2 separate regions of the Pan troglodytes genome follow, and region 2 is linked to region 1. A link is a contact called in public HiChIP or PLAC-seq data. All regions are on one chromosome and are shown on one strand. Each heading gives the region's core, a stretch centred on a gene start, on an enhancer-like site or on the middle of the called end of the contact. The rest is flanking DNA. Distances are from core to core; before and after follow the strand shown. Region 1 holds the start of MICOS10 (mitochondrial contact site and cristae organizing system subunit 10). Region 2 holds the start of AKR7A2 (aldo-keto reductase family 7 member A2).

What was found. HiChIP or PLAC-seq counts read pairs in DNA pulled down with a chosen protein or histone mark.
Region 2: an H3K4me3 HiChIP or PLAC-seq map of stem cell-derived excitatory neurons shows a contact between it and region 1, with 2.6 times the contacts expected there. The contact joins the promoter of AKR7A2 here to the promoter of MICOS10 in region 1. A contact is called at or near these places in 1 of 1 datasets of contacts at active chromatin or transcription factors (stem cell-derived excitatory neurons) and 1 of 1 other capture datasets (stem cell-derived neural stem cells).

Annotation. Positions count from the first base shown.
Region 1 is chr1:211,604,374-211,608,064 of NHGRI_mPanTro3-v2.0_pri, forward strand. It overlaps MICOS10 (mitochondrial contact site and cristae organizing system subunit 10), which reads right to left and starts at 2,284. Exons shown (of 4, transcript XM_009449727.4): 1 at 2,106-2,284. The coding sequence starts at 2,169.
Region 2 is chr1:211,885,692-211,889,291 of NHGRI_mPanTro3-v2.0_pri, forward strand. AKR7A2 (aldo-keto reductase family 7 member A2) reads left to right here and starts at 1,909. Exons shown (of 7, transcript XM_001163068.7): 1 at 1,909-2,316. The coding sequence starts at 2,019. It overlaps SLC66A1 (solute carrier family 66 member 1), which reads right to left and starts at 1,873. Exons shown (of 8, transcript XM_054680171.1): 1 at 1,785-1,873.

The DNA of each region.
Region 1 (3,691 bases), core at 1,034-3,533:
AATACAAAAATAGTTGAGCATGGTGGCACACACCTATAGTCCCAGCTACTCAGGAGGCTGAGGTGGGAGGATCACTTGAGCCCAAGGAGACAGAAGTTGCAGTAAGCCGAGATCCCACCACTACACTCCAGCCTGGGTGACAGAGCGAGACCCTATTTCAAAAAATAAAAAACAACTACTATGAGTGTGGCACATGCCTGTAATCCTGGCATTTTGGGAGGCTGAGGCAGGAGGATCGCTTGAGCCCAGGAGTTAAGAGACCAACCTGGGCAACATAGGGAGACCCTGCCTGTATAAAAAAAATAAGTTAATTAAAAATAAATATAAATAAAATACATTAAAAAATTTTAAAAGCCAGTTATTATGACTACCATTACTGTATACATAAAGCACCAGGCACTGTGCTAAGTAGTTTATGTATTTTTCTGTCCTTTACTTTTTTTAATACTTTCAGGTAAATCTCTTTTGATCACCATTTCGTAGTTGAGAAAGAGACTTTACCCAAAGCTACAAAATTAGTAAGGATGGGCGAGAAGACTGAGAGTGGATGATTCGAACTCAGCTCTGTCTACCTCCAAAGCCCCTTCTTCTTTTTTTTTTTTTAAGGGAAGGGTCTCACTTTGTTTCCCAGGCTGGTCTCCAACTCCTGATCTCAGGCGATCCTCCCGCCTCGGCCTCCCAAAGTGCTGGGATTACAGGCCTGAGCCACTTCGCCCAGCTCAAAGCTCTTTCTTAACTATATGACATTGCCTAGTAACTACTTTGGTCATTTCATAGCTAGGTGTTAAGTCTTCTCTCTGAACTGCAAGCTGTTAACAGTAACAAAACAAAAGTGACTGTTTAGTCGCTTCCAAAATAACCCATTCCTAAGTGATCCATATTCAAGCCTTTACACAAACTAACTCATTTAATCCTCCCAACGACTCTATGAGATAGTAATAATTATTACTGCCGATTTCCAAATAGGAATCAGGCACAGAAAAGTTAAATAACTTGCCCCAAATCACTTGACTGTAAGTGCTGAATTCAGAGGTGAAATGGTAACTGATAAACTGTTTCATTTATTTACTCACTCTCAACAATTTTTATTAAGCACTCTTTTAGGGGCTGCGGATGGGGCAGTGACTAAACCAGAAAACATCCCTGCTCTCATGGAGCTTACAATCTTATTCCTCAATGTTTTCATTCAAAGACACGATCCTAAATCCTCTTAAATACCCTAACATTACCACACAAAAATATCACATTTGGGTAACAAAAATTAGCATCGAAGAAGGAACATGGGACTTGACCCCAGAAAACCTGGGTAAAATCCCTAATTTTGCCATTTGTTAGCTGTGACCGTGGGCAAATTCCTTCACCTGACTCTCCATTTCACGGCCTGTAAAAAGATTATTTCGCACAATGAAGACAATATACGCTCAATAAACGAGTTTCCTTTCTCCTCCCCACCATACAGTGACTTCATAATTTGTGCCGTCACTGAGCACGTGTTAAAGGACTACGCAGAAAAACTTAACGTGAACAACTTCTTACTTTCCAGCGCAATTCTCATTCCAGATCATCACCCCTCTAAGTTCAGGCCCCAGACTACTCTGATTCAAATAAATCAGGTGGCAAGTCGGGAATGACAGCAACTCGCATCAGGGCCTGGCGGTGTCTATGAAATGCTCCAGGTGACCTTCTCCAGAAGGCACTTTGGTTTCCGCCGGGGAGCAGCGTGGCCTCCTGAGCCGGTTCCCCGCCGCGTGCCGGGGGATGCACCACCCGGGAGGAGAACCCCGCGGCTCCGGCACGAGGGTGTGCCCCGACACTGTCTTCCACTCAAGAGCTCTGCGACTCTCCTGCCACCTGCCAACCCCGACCACCTCCTCCGGGCTGCAACTCCACCCCGCACACGGGCTGCTGCTCCGGCTCCTCGGGTCTGTGCCCGCCGCCCGAGTGACCTCCCGCCGGGGCCCGGGCGGCTCGCCCTGGCCGGAGGGGCCGGAAAAGGCCGAGAGGCCTGACCTCCCATGGGGCTTCCCTTCCTTCCTCCTGGGCAGCGCAGCCTGGAGCCAGCAGCTCTGCACCGGCCGGGCCTGCTGGGGCGAAAAGCCCCTTACCTATCTTCACGACCGCATCCGCCAGGCACCGGTCCCACTTCCTGCCGAGCTCCGACTCAGACATGTTCCCCACCCGCGCCTCCAGCTTTCCTCTCGGCCGGCCCCCGCGCTCCGACCCCTGAAAGTCTCGCGAGAGCTGGAAAGAAGTCCCAGGTCAGGAAGGCCGGCGCAGACGCTCCAGATATCGCGAGATGATCCGCTGCTTCCATCCCTTCCGGTTTTTTCAGTTGGTCGTCAAGGTGACGAGTTGCCTGGAGGCTCGAGGTGACCCTGACCTTGGGGCTGCGCCTATGGGTTGCGAGGCTGACAGTTTCCTAGGCGTCACCCCAAGCCGTGACCAGGCCTTTCCTCCGCACCAAAGTGCGACATTGGCCCTGGAAATCCCCCGGGCAAGAGAGGGTACAGACTTGATTTATTCATTCATTAACGTACTCACCTTCACTTTCCCTACTCACTCTCTCATTCGTTCACTGGTTTCTTGCATTGGAATTCCCGCCTGAACCACTAACACCGAAACTGCTCTGGGAAAGATTACCTACCGCCAAATCAAATGGACGCTTTTCTGACCTCTGTACCGCATTCCACACAATTTTCCCTCCCTCTGATCCTCCCTGGCTCCTCTATTCGTTTCACTCCCGGTAACGCCACTCTTTCCTCTTCTCCCCATCTGCTGTTGTCTGTTGGTTTCCTCCAGGGCGGCCTTTTCTCTGCCAGCTGTTTAAGGACTGTTGGTTCGCAAGCTTCCATCAATTCTCTTTTCACTGTACAGACTCTCCCTGAGTAATTGCAAACACTGCCAAATTATATCTCCAGGTAAAACGTCTACCTCAGGCCTCCTATCCATGTATATATTTACACACCCACCCACACACACACACACACACATACACATACATACACAGGGTGCCCTCTGTATCTGTGGGTTTTGCATCCATGGATTTAACCAACCATGGACCAGAAACATTTTTGAATCAAATAAAAAATAATGCAAAATTTAAAATACAGTACAACTATTTACCTAGGATTTACATTGTATTAGGTATTATAAGTAACCTAGAGATGATTTAAAGTATATGGGAGCCAGCACAGTGGCATGCGACCGTAGTCCCAGCTACTTGGGAGGCTGAGATGGGAGGATTGCTTGAGACTAGGAGTTCGACTTCATCTCTTAAAAAAAAAAAATTTTAAAAAAGGATATGTGAGCATGTGTGTAGGTTGTATGCAAATACCACGCCATTTTATATATGGGACTTGAGCATCCTGCATTTTGGTAACTGCGAGATCCTGAAACCAAATGCCCACAGCTATCAAGAGAGATTGTATATCCAGCCTACTGGCTAGTGTCATTGATTTTAGTCTTCCATCCTACCAACAAATAGAAATCTGACCACGTTATGCCTCTGATTAGAAGCTGTCAATGAAGGCCGAGAGCAGTGGCTCACACCTGTAATCCCAACACTCTGGGAGGCTGAGGCGGGAGGATTGTTTGAGGCCAGTAGTTCAGGACCAGCCTAGGCAGCATAGTGAGATTCCTGTCTCTACAAAAAATTTAAAAAATTAGCCAGGCTAATGTGATGTGTGCCTTT
Region 2 (3,600 bases), core at 659-3,158, 280 kb after region 1:
GCCAGGCATGGGCCCACTTCCTGTTCAAACAGCACTGAGCAAATGGATGTCCAAGGTTGCAATGGAGCTTGACCTCATCTTCAGGGATGGGAAGGACCCCAGAAGTGGTACCCTGGAATCACCCTTGGGGGGTGCATGTTCAAAATCTGGAGTCAGTGCACCTGGGCTGGAACTTAGAGATTCTGGGTTTAAGAAGCCCTCCAGCGATTCTGCTCCATCTAGTGCACTTTGAGAAAGGCTGGGCTGGAGATGACATCTCCTGCCACACCCAAATTCCTCTCCCTGATCCCAAGCTGAGTCAGGGATGCTTCGGGCACATGATCACAGCCAATCATGTGTCCACCTTTGTCTACAGGATGAAGTCCAAATTACCTGAGGCTAGGCCTCAAGTTACTCCAAGAACTGCCCTCCCAACCTTATCTCCTGCCTCCTGACCCACGTCTTCAGTCATTTCAGGTCTCCAGGCTTCTGCACGTGCCATCTCTTCCCCTAGAAGTGTCCTGCTCCCCTTCAAGGGCCTAGTCATGAGATAAGAAGACTCACTTCTAAACTGCCCTTTCAAAGATGCCCCATGAGAGCTGGCTGGACAGGACCTTCCACCTCCTCCTCTCCCCTTGTCCACACACCTGAAGAACGCTACCACCGTCCTCTGCGACCACTGTCTTTGAAACGTACTCTCCCCACCCTGGGTTGTGCATTTCTTATTCTCCAGGTGTAAACACACCTAGAGGTTCAGCAAATGTTGAGAGACAGTGAGACAAAGAGAGAGGTAGAGAGAAGGACAGAGTGAAGAAGAGAGGAAACGGGTGAGGAAAGGAGAAAGGGTGGAAGAGAGAGAAGAGGAAGGAAAGGAGAAAGGAAGGGGAGAAAGCTGTGAGCTCGAACAGCCCAGGGTTGAGGAGAAAAGCACTCTGGAACAGACCTGCCCGATGCCTACCAGTCTGGAACTCAAGTGATTGAGCTTCGTAGTTCTCATCTGAAAAGTAGGGGAATAATGCAATACCCACCACCTAGGCTGACTGCAGAGTTAAATGAGACAATCCAGGCCAAGCGATTACAAGGGTGCCTGGCACTGGCACTCAACACCAACAGCCCAAAATGACTATTATTTGTTCTCATTGTAGCCCCTCCAGCGTCCGGGCACACAGGCGCCTTCAGTAAGCGTTGATTAGACATGACCTGTGACCCAGGCCCGGGACCCCTCACACTTCCAGACTCAGACTCTCCATTTACACGTTTGGAAACCTACCCTAAGCACGGCGTGGGAGGAGGCAGTGTAGGCAGGCCCTCGGTCCCTGCAGACCTGGGGAGATTGTGGAGGGAGGAGCGTCCCAGCTCGGGGCTACCACCCACTCCAGGCCTCGGCGTCCTCGGCCACAGCTCCCTCCTGGTGACTCAGCCCGGCGCGGGCCGCCTGTTTGGAGGGATAATGATAGGACAGCTGCTGGGGCCAGCGCCGCGAGGGCCCCTCGCCCGGCCGGCCCGGGAAAAACGAAGCCATCAGATGCCAAGGGGCCGGTCGGCCGGGGCAGGGCAACTCCTGGCCAGGCCAGCTCGAGAGGCCGCGCTGGTCGCCTTTGAGGTGGGGGGCCACTGGCTGCGGATTCCCGAGGGCCACCCAGTCCCGGCCCGGAGCCTCGTCCCACGATATCGCGCCACAAGGAGGGCGCAGGAGCCGGGACAGTCCAGCGGCCGGAGGAGAGGGCTGGAAGGATGTGGCAGGGAAGCCCAGGAGCCCCGACCCCCAGCCGTGGAGTTTGCCACCTGCCCCCGGTCCGGCTCACCACGTCCAGATCCGCCGCCAGGGCCCAGCTTCTGGGTCAAGGCCCGCCGGGTCAGCTGACCGCGCGCCACCGCCCCCGCGGGAACCGCAGGCCCCGCCCCCACGCCGCGCGCTGGGCTGACCGGGCCTGGAGGCGCCGCTGGGGCCACGCCTGTTGTCCCCGCCCCAACTGCCTCCGCGCTCCTCCCCGGCATGGGCGGGGCCCCCCGGCTCCCAACGCGCAGGCGCCGCTGCTATGCTGAGTGCCGCGTCTGGCGTAGTCTCCCGCGCCGCCGTCCACTGCGCGCTTCGCTCTCCGCCGCCCGAGGCCCGCGCGCTCGCCATGTCCCGGCCACCGCCACCGCGGGTCGCTTCGGTGCTGGGCACCATGGAGATGGGGCGCCGAATGGACGCGCCCGCCAGCGCCGCGGCCGTGCGCGCCTTTCTGGAGCGCGGCCACACCGAACTGGACACGGCCTTCATGTACAGCGACGGCCAGTCCGAGACCATCCTGGGCGGCCTGGGGCTCGGGCTGGGCGGTGGCGACTGCAGAGGTAACAGTAGCCGCAGATCCTCCCCATGCATCGTGTAGAGCTGAGCCCGTCCCTAGCCGTGCACCACCCCGCTCGGGCCCGGCCGCGGGCAGCACCGACGGATTCGTCCCTCGCTTCCCACCCCAGGTCCACCCCGCAGCTCTGGGAACCCCAGGACAACTAGACAGTGCTTTGCCCTGACTCCTTTCCCCCACTCTCCTTCCCCTGGGAGTTGCAGCGCGAGAGTCTCCCCCAGCCTGGTCTGGCCCATCGCTTCCCACCTCCACTGATGCCCCCGCCTCCAAACCTGCCAGGCGCCCACAACCGGTCCCCACCCAGGCTCTCCCCCTTTTCTCTACCCCTTCGTTACCATCATCACGCATGCACACCCTGGGCACCCTTTTCTCATCCTGGCCTTTTCTTAACCACTAGAATTTGACCTGTGCAGCTGGCAGCACCTCTGCCTCTCTCAGGGAGAACTGTGGCGATGCCGTAAGGCTGGCTGGGAGAGTAGGAGTGTTAGGGAGTGCGGACAGGTGAGGGTGTAGGGACTTTCTATCCACTCTATGCCAGGCTTTGACTTGGGGCCATAGGAGGGAAAGTGATTCCAGCCCTCCACAGGGAGTTCAGAGTCTAATGAGGAAGATTGAGGTAATGATTGCTGGAGAGCCCAGAAGAGAGAGTACTTTGGGGAGCTGCAGGCCGGGGAGAGGCACTAGGGAAGGCTCAGCAAATGCTGGATGGAGCTCAGCCTTAAAGGTTCAATGGTAGGTTGGAGGAGAACAAGAGAAAGGAGCATTAGAGTCTGTGCAAAGACTTGGTTTGGAAATGCAATGTGCGTGATGTGTGAAAGGAAGGCCACTGGGCAGGTGGGGCTTGAGCAGAGGATGGAGGGGACTGTCCCTCGTGAGCCTGGTGCCCTTGATAGCCCTTGGGAGGGTGCCTGGCACTCAGTGAGGGCCCAGGGAACGTGGGCTGTTACCCTTACCATGCTTCACCCACTGGACTATCCCGAGGCTCTTGCTCCCCACCCCTGAGGAGAGGTTCTCTCTGGGTCCTCCTGAGTCATAGCGCGTGGGGGGTCAGGGGGGAAAAGAGGGCGAATGTGAATCTCAGGCCCACGCTGTTTCTAGTTCACCTGGCTGCATGTTGTTGTTGTTGTTATCATTATTATTTGAGACGGAATCTTGCTCTGTCACCCAGGGTGGAGTGCAATGGCACGATCTCAGCTCACTGCAACCTCTGCCTCAGCCTCCCAAGTAACTGGGATTACAGGTGCACACCACCATGCCCAGCTAATTGTTG